Regions from separate parts of the Sus scrofa genome. Here region 1 is linked to region 2. Evidence: chromatin contacts called from public HiChIP or PLAC-seq data. All regions are on one chromosome and are shown on one strand. The core of a region is the stretch at or near the end of the contact, and the rest is flanking DNA. Distances in the headings are between cores, read along the strand shown. Region 1 holds the start of POLM (DNA-directed DNA/RNA polymerase mu). Region 2 holds the start of YKT6 (YKT6 v-SNARE homolog).

Region 1 (5,458 bases), core at 1,177-3,676, 110 kb before region 2:
GAGCCGGACAGTGCACCACCACTACACCGCATAGCCCTGGACGATGTGTCTGGCATACGTTCTCTCCGTGTCCTACAGAACACTCCTGGCCTAACTGCTAGCACAAAGAGGAAACTGACAGAAAGGCCATACGACCAAGAAGTGCCAGGGCTAACTTGGAATCCAAAAATCTCAGGTGCCCCTCTGCCCCGGGGCCAGCTGCGTGCAAGTCAATTCAGGCTTCAAAATCCCCAGCTGTAAAGAAACAAAGTCAAAGTGGCTGGTCAGCTGCAAAGTACCGAGCACGGGCATTTTGGGCTCAGGTCATCACGCCACGCTGCAGCGCCCTCGGGTCCACCGGGCGCGAAGGCACGGTGATGCCGAATCGACACGGGCGAGCCACGGCCCCCAGTGAGGCGAGACCGTGCGCGCCGCACCCGCCCCGCGCCCCCAGGGCAGATGGGCCCCGGGCAGGTGGCCCCGCCGGGCCGCGAGCCTCGCCGGGACCGCGCACCTGTAGGCGTCCAGGACTCGGAAGCCCTTGGAGAGCGCCAGGCGTGTGAGGAAGGCCCGGCGGCTGCGGCCCATGCGTGGCTCGGCCAAGTAGATCGCGACCCCGGGGAAGCGCGCGGCGGAGGAGGGGGCGGCCTCAGGCGGCCCGACCCGCGCTCGCCGCCGTCTGGGGAGCATCCCGGCCCTGGCCTCGGCGCCCCGCGACACGGAGAAGCCGGCAGGAGAGCAGAAGGAGAGCCGGCGGAAGGCGGAAGCAAGCGGCGGAAGCCGGCTGAAGAGCGAAGTGGCGCCCGGCTCCTCTCGGGGAGGCAAGCCCCGCCCCATGCAAATTAGGTCCGGAAGGCTCCCGCCCCCAGAGTCTCTCGGAGGGAGGAGGAGGTCCAGGGCTCCCACCCGACTGGGTGTTCCGGCCTCCCGGCTCCAGAGGCCCCGCCTCTATGCAAATAGAACCGGAGCACACGCCTTTTATTTAAATTACCTTCGCCGAAAGCCCCGCCCCATTCTTGAGACCACCCGGGAAGAGAGCGGGAGGGGGGAGGGGGCGAGAGTAAAGGGTCTGAGCCCGGAGGGAGGAGGCTAGAGGTTGGGGAAACCTCCAGGCGGGCGTCGGGGTTCGTCCTCGGAGGGCAGCAGGGGAAATTGCAAGGCGGTGTCGGGGGTTTGGTGGTCGATCTTGGGCGGGTAGGAGAGGGATCCGTTCTCAGCCGAGGGGCGTATCGGCCCCAGGCCCTGCTGTTCGCCCCCTCCGACTGGGTCGCGCTGCACCAGGGCTCTTGGGCCGGTGGGCCGCAGAAACCTGGCGGCGCGGGGTCCCTGAACCCGGGCCCCGGCGGACACGCGAGCTTGGAGTGAGCTGGGGGAGCGGCCGCTTCAAGCCCCGGGAAGGGTTTTAAAGTCTTTTCAGTCGAATGGCGTTGGGACGACTGGCCGGCCATTTGGAAAAGTAGAAGTTGGCTCCCTCCCTCAGTGCCTAATACTGAAATAAAATCCAGATGGATCAAACATTCAACTCTAAAAACGAAACAACAAATGTACTGCGGCGTCGGTGAATGTTTTTATAGTCTTAAGTATCACAATAAACCTGGAGACCCAAAGGAGAAGGACGATACACTTGACTACACACAAATTTAAAATGTATTTTAAAATTAAAAGGCAAATGGGGGAAGAGCGTAACACATTTTGAATTTAAATCCAATTCCTGTAATTATGAAATTGTCCTAAGATAAATGAGGGAAAGGCAAAGAGCAAGAACACCAGTAGGCATTTCACAGATGAAATACTGCCCCACCTGTCCAATCCCTAGGGAAGGGCCAGTTCAAATGAGAGTATCTTCACCTGTCACATTACCGGGTGTTTACAAAATTGACCTCACCTTTTAAAGGTGTGAGGGAATTGGCAGTTTGTAGGAGGGGCTTTTGGAAAGCCAATTTGACCACCGTATCCAGCAAAATGACAACAAAAACCTCACCAGCAGTTGCTTTTCCAAGAACTGGTACTGTGCTGAGTCCCTAGATCAGGTTGGGAAAGCTGACATCTAGACCATACTGAGGGTTCCCATGTTTCTTTCTAGGTTTTGCAATCACCTTGTTAGACCATGTCACCCCTGGTCCCACCACTTGCCCAAATCTTCTCCCCTGGGGTCCTGCTCTTGTCGGTGGACAGGTGGCTGAGGGAGGCAGATGGGCCTCCGCATCAGTTCCCAACCGGCCCTCCTGGGCCCAGGACACCACTTCAAAGCCAGGAGCCCTGGATGTGGCACCTCTCTCACTTCCTGTGCTCATTTCTCCTGCCATCGGAGAAGGAAGAGCGCCCAGGGTCCCTGGAAGGGGTTCTCGGAACTGAGTTCCCAGTCTGTGGCTTCTGCCTCTCCTCAGGGGGCTGCTGTCTATCCCCTGAAGCCATTCCTGTCCCTCTTTTTTTTTTAAGGGCCACACCTGTGACATATGGCGGTTCCCAGGCTAGAGGTTGAATCGGAGCTGTAGCTGCCAGCCTATGCCACAGCTGCGACAACTCGGGATCCGAGCCTCATCTTCGACCTACACCACAGCTCACAGCAATGCCAGATCCTTAACCCACTGAGCAAGGCCAGGGATGGAACCTGTGTCCTCATGGATACGAGTCGGATTTGCTTCTGCTGAGCCACGACGGGACTGCCACCACTTCTGTTCCTCTTCATCCGGGGCACCTGGTTTCTCTCCTGGGGAGAGACCCATCACACCTGAAGGACCCATCACATCTGAATCCTTAAAACACTGGGCAACTTGCAAAAATGAGGATGTGGGGAGAATGGGATAACGCAGGCCCTTTCTGCCTGCCACCATGTTCCGATGGGGAAGTGCCACAGCAGCTAGTATAGAATCATAGCTCTGCGTGTGCACGGGCCATAGAACCCGATGACCACCGCCCCTTGAGTAACGCCTCAGCAAATTGCTGGCTTTGTTCTGTACCAGTAAAAAAGGTGGCAGGGACTTCACCACGGCTCTCGAAGCCAATAAAAGGATGTCTGACCTACCTACAGTGCCTCGGTGCTTCTTCGGGTTGCCGGAATCCAGATCAAACCCGTGTGGTCTTGAGAGACTGCAGAACAGAGGAAAACAGGGCTTTCCACAGGCCCAGGGAGGTCTTTGAGGGAGGAGGGAGATCCTCAGTGCCCACTGAGTGGAGGCCTGGGCACCAGTGGGCAAGGCCACGGCACTGATGGTAGGCATGCTCCTCCCCTCCCCTCCCTGGACCACCAGGTCACTGCCCGGCCAGCTGGGAAGCGAGACCTCAGCCCTCTATTTCCAATAAACCTGGCTTGGGGTTCCCAGATGTCTAAGTCCCCAGCCTCCCGCTGCCCACACTGAAGCCAACCCCCGCCTCCACAAAAATCAGAGGCTGTAGGGAGTTCTCACTGCGGCTCAGCAATAAGGAACCTGACTAGTATCCATGAAGACATGGGTTTGAACCCTGGCCTTGCTCAGTGGCTTAAGGACTGCAGTGTAGTTCGCAGATGCAGCTTGGACCCTGCACGGCTGTGGCTGTGGTGTAGGCCGGCAGCTGCAGCTCCTATTCGACGCATAGCCTGGGAACTTCCATATGCCACAGGTGCGGCCCTAAAAAACAAGCAAGAATCAGAGGCTGTGCAGAGGTGACCTCCTGGCTGGGCCCCTTCGGCTGCCCTGCGGGTGGCAGTCCGCCCCCCTGCTCCGCACTGTGGCTCTCTCAGGCTGTGTTTGGATTAGCTGTACCCAGATGTATGAGCTTGCATTTTTCCAAGATGAATCTCATCTAAGGATTTCCTGTTCCTACTTCCAGTTCAGAGAGGCCTCTGGGAGTGATTTTTCAGTCCTCGTGACCTTCATAAAACCTCCCCACGGAGCAGCTTCTTTGAAGTTCACTTCAGGGCTCTTGGCACCTGTCCTTGGCCTGTGGGGCCAGGATTCTGCCCTGGCTCTGAAGCCCACCCCCCCTCCCGGCTCTCATCTCCTGCGGGCTACTCGCCAGCAACATTCTGGAGCCGGGAGTGTGCGGCCAGACTGCTGATGCTGCTGGACTGAAGCTCCTGAGGGCCACTGGCCCAAAGCTCTGGCCTCTAGCACTGGCCCTGGGCCTTTCTGAGCTACACACCCCATCGCTGTGGGTTTGGGCTGCCTGGTGTATCTGTCCCTTGGGCTGATGCATGAAAATACCACAGACAGGGCAGCTGAAGCATCAGGAACATTTCTCATCGTTCTAGAGGCTGGAAAACCAGGATCAAGATGCTGGCAAGGCAGGTGTCATTCTGAGGCCTTCACCCTTGGCTTGTAGGTGGCCGCCGTCTCCCTGTGCGCCAACGCCATCTCTGTGTGCTCGTAGAGAGAGGAGGAGAAAGGCAGAGAGAGAGAGAGGGAACCTTCCTCTTATCGGGCCATCAGTCCTATTGAGTTTGCACCCCCCCTTCTGACCTCATGTCACCTTTTTACTCCTAGAAGCCCTTTCTCCAAAGGCAGTCGCATTGGAGGTTGGGGCTTCGACACCTGCATTTGGAGGAACACGATTCATAGCACCTGGAACTTGGGTCCTGTGGCTGCTACAACAAATGACCACAAATCAGAGAGCTTGAAGACAACAGAAATGTCTTCTCTCGCCGTTCTGAAGGCCAGAACTCTATGAGTAAGCTGACAGCAGGGCCATGTTCCCTCAGAACGTTCGAGGGGAAGGCTGTTCCCACCTCTTCTTGCTTCTGGTGGTTCCTGGCTGCATCCCTCCAACCTCTGCCCCATCTCCAATGGCCGCCTTCCCTCTGTACCTTCCCCTTTCCGTTTATTTATTTATTTATTTTATTATTTTTTTATTACTCAATGAATGTATTACATTTATAGTTGTACAATGATCATCACAATCCAATTTTATAGGCTCCCCTTTCCTTTTAAAGATACCCGTTATTGGGTTTAAGGCCCACCCTTAATTCAGGATGACCTGATCTTGAAATTCTCATCTTAATCACATCTGTAGAGACCCTTATTCCAAATATGGTTCAGAGTTTTCCCAAGGGTATGAACTGGGGAGGGCCACCATTCAACCCACAACCGTGAGTCCACAGCTCTGCGCCAGACTCAGGTCTGGACTCTGCTGATGGGCTTCACGGCCTGGGCTGGGAGACTGACCTTCCTGATCAGCAAGGATCCATTAGAGCCACAGGGTTCAGGTTCTGAGAGCTGGAGATGTGCTCATGTGCTTATGTGGGGACTGTGGCTTGTCAGGGGCCTGGCAGGCTATGTAACACAAAGAGATCACGCTTTTTTTTTTTTTTTTTTTTTTTTGATGGCCACACCCCCAGCACATGGAGGTTCCTGGGCTAGGGACTGAATCTGAAATGCAGCTGCAGCAACGCTGGATCCTTTAACCCACTGTGCCGGGCGAGAGAGAGAACCTGCACCCCCACAATAACCCGAGCTGCTTCAGTTGGATCCCCTTTTTTTTTTTTTAGGGCTGCACCCTCAGC
Region 2 (5,282 bases), core at 1,018-3,517:
TCTGGACCCTTTGAGAGCCCACTGCAGACATGACATCCCTTTACCCCTCGGTACTTGTGTTTATTTCCTAAAACCAAAGAATTCTCTTACATAACCACAACACCATGATTGAAATCAGGAAATTAAAACAGATACAATACTATTCTGCAATCTATAGGCCTCTAACAAATTTAAGCCTGTGGCCAAAATCTCCATTTCCCACAGCCTGTAACCTACGGTGACCTCTCCTCCTGTTTGTCATGAATGATAACGACACATATAATCATTGCTGTTGTTACTTATTAAACATCTACTATGACCAGAGCTTGGAATATAATGTCTTATCATTTCCAGCAACAAGATATTTTTCCAGTTTTGCAAATGAAAGAGAAACCATAACCAGAGAGGTTAATGGTTTGTTCACTTTTGTGGTTTGGTGGTTTGTGGCAGGGCTGGGACTGAATCCAAGTTGGGGTGACAGCTGGAGGGACGGAATGGAAGGTGGGTCTTGCTTCTGAGAAAGATGGATGAACGTGGGGCGTTTGTAACCACTTTGGCCAAGTTAGTTTTTCTGGGGGGATGGAGGCTGAGCAAGGGTGAGAGGAGGGAGAGAGCTGCTAGGGTGGAGCTGGCTATGAGTTTGTTATGTGGTTTCGTGTTGGTATGTGCGTCTTACTAGCGATCTCCTTAACCTGGGTCTCAGTTTCTATGTCTCTAAGGTGGTATATCGTCCTCTGTTTTTGTGAGGATTAAATGAGGTAGTATATAGGAGTTCCCGTCCTGGCTCATTGGTTAATGAACCCAACCAGTGTCCATGAGGACGCTGGTTTGATCCCTGGCCTTGCTCTGTGGGTTAAGGATCCGGTGTTGCCCTGAGCTGCAGTGTAGGTCAGATCCCATGTTGCTGTGGCTCTGGCGTAGGGCGGCGGCTACAGCTGATTCGACCCCTAGCCTGGGAACCTCCATATGCGGCCTGTGCAGCCCTAAAAAGACATAAATAAATAAGGTAGCATATAGGAAGTGTTTGCTATAAGGGAAACTACTGTTATGTGTCAAGTGAATACATTTAAATATATTCCAACCAAACGCTGTCCTCCTGGTTCCTCCTTTTGTACAAGTTTTGGGGCAAAAGAAAAGGGGCCTGTTTTCCTCAGAAACGGCTCTCGCTCGCCCCCTATCGGGCAGCGGTGTCAGCGCAGTTAGGATAGGACTACACTGACGGCTCTCCACCATCCAGTCTTCTTGTGACACTGTCTAGTGTGCTGTCTGTGGGTAGCTGGCCTGGCATTGGCCAAAGGCTGTTCTTGAGGTTTGGTACCACAATGAAGGAGATGTAAGAAAAATCCCTTTCCATCCTTTGCACTTGGAAATACCCAGGGAAGAGGGTTGGGGAGGAAGGTGCTGAGTGAAAGGGCAGGTGGTGGGAACTTCCTTCAGCCACAAGAATATCTAGAGCAATGGTCCTCTAAACCACTGCTCCCCAGGGCGCATTTGGGAATGTCCAGAGACATTTTTGGTTGCCCAGTGGCGGGTGGAATGCTACATCTAGTAGGTACAAGGCCTAAGATGCTGCCTACAATGCCTGGACAGCCCCCTAACAACAAGAATTATCCAACCCAAGATACCAATAGCACCGAGGTTGAGACACCCTAATTTAGAATGTTTAGAGGGATGGTGTTGATTTTTCAAATGTACCATCTCTTTCCCATCATTTCAGATCTGGCTGCTTCTAGCATGATAGTTGTAGAAGCTTACTGCCAACTTCCAAAGAAAAGGTCCCTTTTTGTGTGTGTCCTTCAAGATGCTTTCTGATTACCATTTAATAAACAAGAAAAGGGCAAGAGGCGGTACCCCTAGGGAACGGAGCCTCATTTATGGCCATCCACGGAAAAAAGCATTATTTTTACATCTCAAGCAAAATGACTTTACACCAAGTCACTTTACACCTGCCCCTTTTGGGGTGAAGCGGCCCTGCTACTCGGTGAGGTCAGCAGTTTGGCTCTCAAATCAGTGGTTAGTCTGACAACTGGTTTCACAGGTGGTGGGGCAGGCCCGGGAGCCTTCACCCCTGCAGGGTTGTGCTCAAGGGTCTTGTGTGACCAGGGATTTGCTCCCACGAGGGCAGGAGGAAGGCCTGGGAAGGGCATGAGCGGAATCAGATCATCTGAAAATGAGAGGCATGCCTTTACCTTCTGGCAGGAGCCTGTAGAAGAAAAGGTTCCTCCCCTTTACTCAAAAGGAGATCTGATTTACAAAACAGGTACCGGGAAGGCGGTTCGCCCATAAATCAAAGTCGCCCCTGTAGGGTGCACAAAGCACTGGCTCGTGGGTGCTGCTCTGGATCTCACTGCTCGGAGGGAGGACGGTCCTGGGGGACCCTGGACCCCCCGAGAAGACTCAGAACCAACCAGTCGGAAAAGGGACGGCCGTCGGAGAGGACGATTGCAGGAAAAGGCTAAAGACTGCGGGAGAAAGAGCCGGGCGGCCCAAGACAGCCCCGAGAGACCGCGGCGAGCGCACGCGCACGCGCAGCACCATGCCCCGCCCCTCGCTCACGTTTCCGGCCGCCCCTCTCTGCATCCGGGGCACGCAAACTCTTCGTTAAGCCTCAGGCGGCCGCCCCGGACCGGAAGCGGAAGTGAACCCCGAGCCAGGGGGAGGAAGCCGGTGGCCGACCCGTCAGCAGCCGGCGGCGGTCTCGAGGGGCGGCGCCGCCCTCCTCCCTGCGAGCCGGTCCCGCGGCCGGGCGGGTGGCCGGCCCGAGGCCTCGGCGCCATGAAGCTCTACAGCCTCAGCGTCCTCTACAAAGGCGATCCCAAGGTGGTGCTGCTCAAAGCCGCGTACGACGTGTCCTCCTTCAGCTTCTTCCAGAGGTCCAGGTGAGCGGGCCTGGGCGGGGATCGCCGGGCCCGGAATCGGGGGAGGCCCGCGGCTCGGCCCCCCGTAGCGGAGCCCAGCGGCGGCCTCCTCCTCCGGCTGTGGACTGTGCCTCTGAGGAACCCTTCTCCCTTCGACCTCGGAAGGCTTTCTGCACCCCGCTCCAGGGCGGGCTCCTGTAGGATTTCGGTCGCGTGAGAAGTAGAACGGGGCTGTGAAAAAGTGCAGATTCCCCAGGTTCACGCCCAGACAGTCCGAACTAGTAGGTTGAAACCCAGAAGTCTCTGTTTTAAGCCCGCAGCTCCCGCTCAGTAGTTCTGACCCGGGAAGCTTGTGTGCCACGCCTCAAGAGCCACGTTTAGACGTTCCGGTGGGGCTTTCTACCCTCCTCTCGGAGAGAGTGCTGTACTCTCCCGTCGAGTGAATGAAGTCACTGAGGCCCCAAGCGATGATGTCGAACCAGCCAGGACTCACCAAAGTTACATGCTCTTTACGGTCCTCTCTATGGTTTGGGAGGACGCGTGGGATTTGTAGGGCTTCCAAGCTTTCAAACATTTGTGAGGCGTGTAAATGCAGTAAGGTGGGTATTCGGAGAACCACAGACACTTCCAGCCGGATTGTGGGGGGGTGGGGGTGACTCAGGCGCAAAAGGAGAAGGACCCGACGGAATCCAGGTCTGTGGTCACCCAGTCCCCAAGTCTGGTAGAATCTGCCGTCTGGATTCTGTTTTCATTCTTTCAGTGCAGTTGTCTTCTTCTTCTTCTTCTTTTTTTTTTTTAGTGAAAGTATAGTTGATGTACAGTGTGTTGCCAGTTTCTGCTACACAGTAAAGTGACTCAGTCGTACACATATTTTTTTTTTTTTCAGTATTATCTTCCATCATGGTCTATCCCGAGGGGCTGGGTATAGTTCCCTGTCCTGTACAGTAGGACCTTATTGTTCTTCCGTTCTAAATGTAATAGTTTGCACATCCACTAAGCCCAGACTCCCAGTCCATCCCCTCCCCCTCCCCTCCTGCTGGTCAGTCACACGTCTGTCCTCAAAGTGTGTGGGTCTGTTCCTGTTTTGTAGATGAGTTGCTTTGTGCCATACTTTAGATTCCACATATAAGTGATATCATACGGTCTTTGTCTTTGTCTTTCTGACTTAGTTCACTTAGTGTGATATCTCCGGTTGGATCTCTGTCTCTGTGAATGGCAATACATTTATGGCCGAGTTGTATTCCATTGTATGTATGTGTGTATATATATACCACATCTTCTTAATCCATTCATCTGTCAGTGGGCATTTGGATAGTTTCCCTGTCTTGCCTACTGTGAACAGTGCTGCTATGAATACAGGGGTGCATGTACCTCTTTGAATTATGGTTTAGCCTGCATAGCTGCCCAGGAGTGGGATGGCTGGGTCATACGGTAGTTCTAGTTTTAGTTTTCTGAGGAACCTACATAGTGTTACCCATTGTGGTTGTACCAACTTACATTCCCACCAACAGTGCAGGAGGGTTCCCCTTTCTCCACACCCCCTCCAGCATTTGTTATTTGTAGACTTCCTAATGGGATGGTATGAGATGGAACCTCGTAGTTGTGACTTTCATTTCTCTAGTAATTAGCGATGTTGAGCGTCTTTTCATTTGCCTCCTGGCCATCCGTCTGTCTTTGGAGAAAGGTTGATTTAGGTCTTCTCCCCATTTTTCAGTCGGGTTTGTTTTGTTGTTGTTACAGCTGTTTTGTTCTTGCTGGCAGGATCTGAAACAATTCCTCTTGTTATTTTCTTGGAAACTTACTACTTTTTTGGGTCCTCCCTGGAACTTGGCTTTCTTTACCATGACGCCTCCTGTCTGTGTCGCTCCTTTTCTGTGATGGAGCCGTTGGTGCTACCTTAGCTAACCCTGATTCTTTTTCTTTTTCCCCTGCCCCCGTGTCCTGAAGACCCGCAGAGATTTTGCCATAGGCCATGTCACCTGACTGGTTTGCGACACCCAGACCAGTTTCAGATGGTTAACACAAGTGCAGTGGCACAGGGGCATCTCTACCAGTGTCTCTTAAAACCACACGGATTCCAGCTGAGCTCTTTTTTCTTTCTTCTGAAGTCTTCCTCGCTTCCATCCTGCCTGCCTCATGATTATCAGAACCTAAGCTTCAAACCTCTGAGTGGTTTTTCCAGCTCTCCTGGCCCTTGGGTGCAGACTCTCAGTGAATGCAGTGCTGCCTTTGTCTAATTATAGTTCTACTCTAAGTTCTTTCTCTTTTTCATTTTACTGCAAGCACTTCCTTAATTTGAGACTTTTCTCTAAGGGATTATTTTGATACTGTCACTCAAAATGATCGTAGCAAGTAATACGATGCGCCAGACTTGGCACTAAGTGCCCATTTAATCATTACAGCGGATCTTGATTTATAGTGAAGTGCGGTGCAGTAAGTGTGCCG

The links. HiChIP or PLAC-seq counts read pairs in DNA pulled down with a chosen protein or histone mark.
Region 1: an H3K27ac HiChIP or PLAC-seq map of alveolar macrophages shows a contact between it and region 2. The contact joins the promoter of POLM here to the promoter of YKT6 in region 2. A contact is called at or near these places in 3 of 5 promoter capture datasets (fetal skeletal muscle, liver and skeletal muscle), 19 of 47 Hi-C or Micro-C datasets (adipose tissue, alveolar macrophages, brain and 13 more) and 2 of 2 datasets of contacts at active chromatin or transcription factors (alveolar macrophages and skeletal muscle).

What each region holds. Positions count from the first base shown.
Region 1 is chr18:51,074,813-51,080,270 of Sscrofa11.1, reverse strand. It overlaps POLM (DNA-directed DNA/RNA polymerase mu), which reads right to left and starts at 2,426. Exons shown (of 11, transcript XR_309140.3): 1 at 494-2,426.
Region 2 is chr18:50,968,369-50,973,650 of Sscrofa11.1, reverse strand. YKT6 (YKT6 v-SNARE homolog) reads left to right here and starts at 2,267. Exons shown (of 7, transcript NM_001244914.1): 1 at 2,267-2,858. The coding sequence starts at 2,755.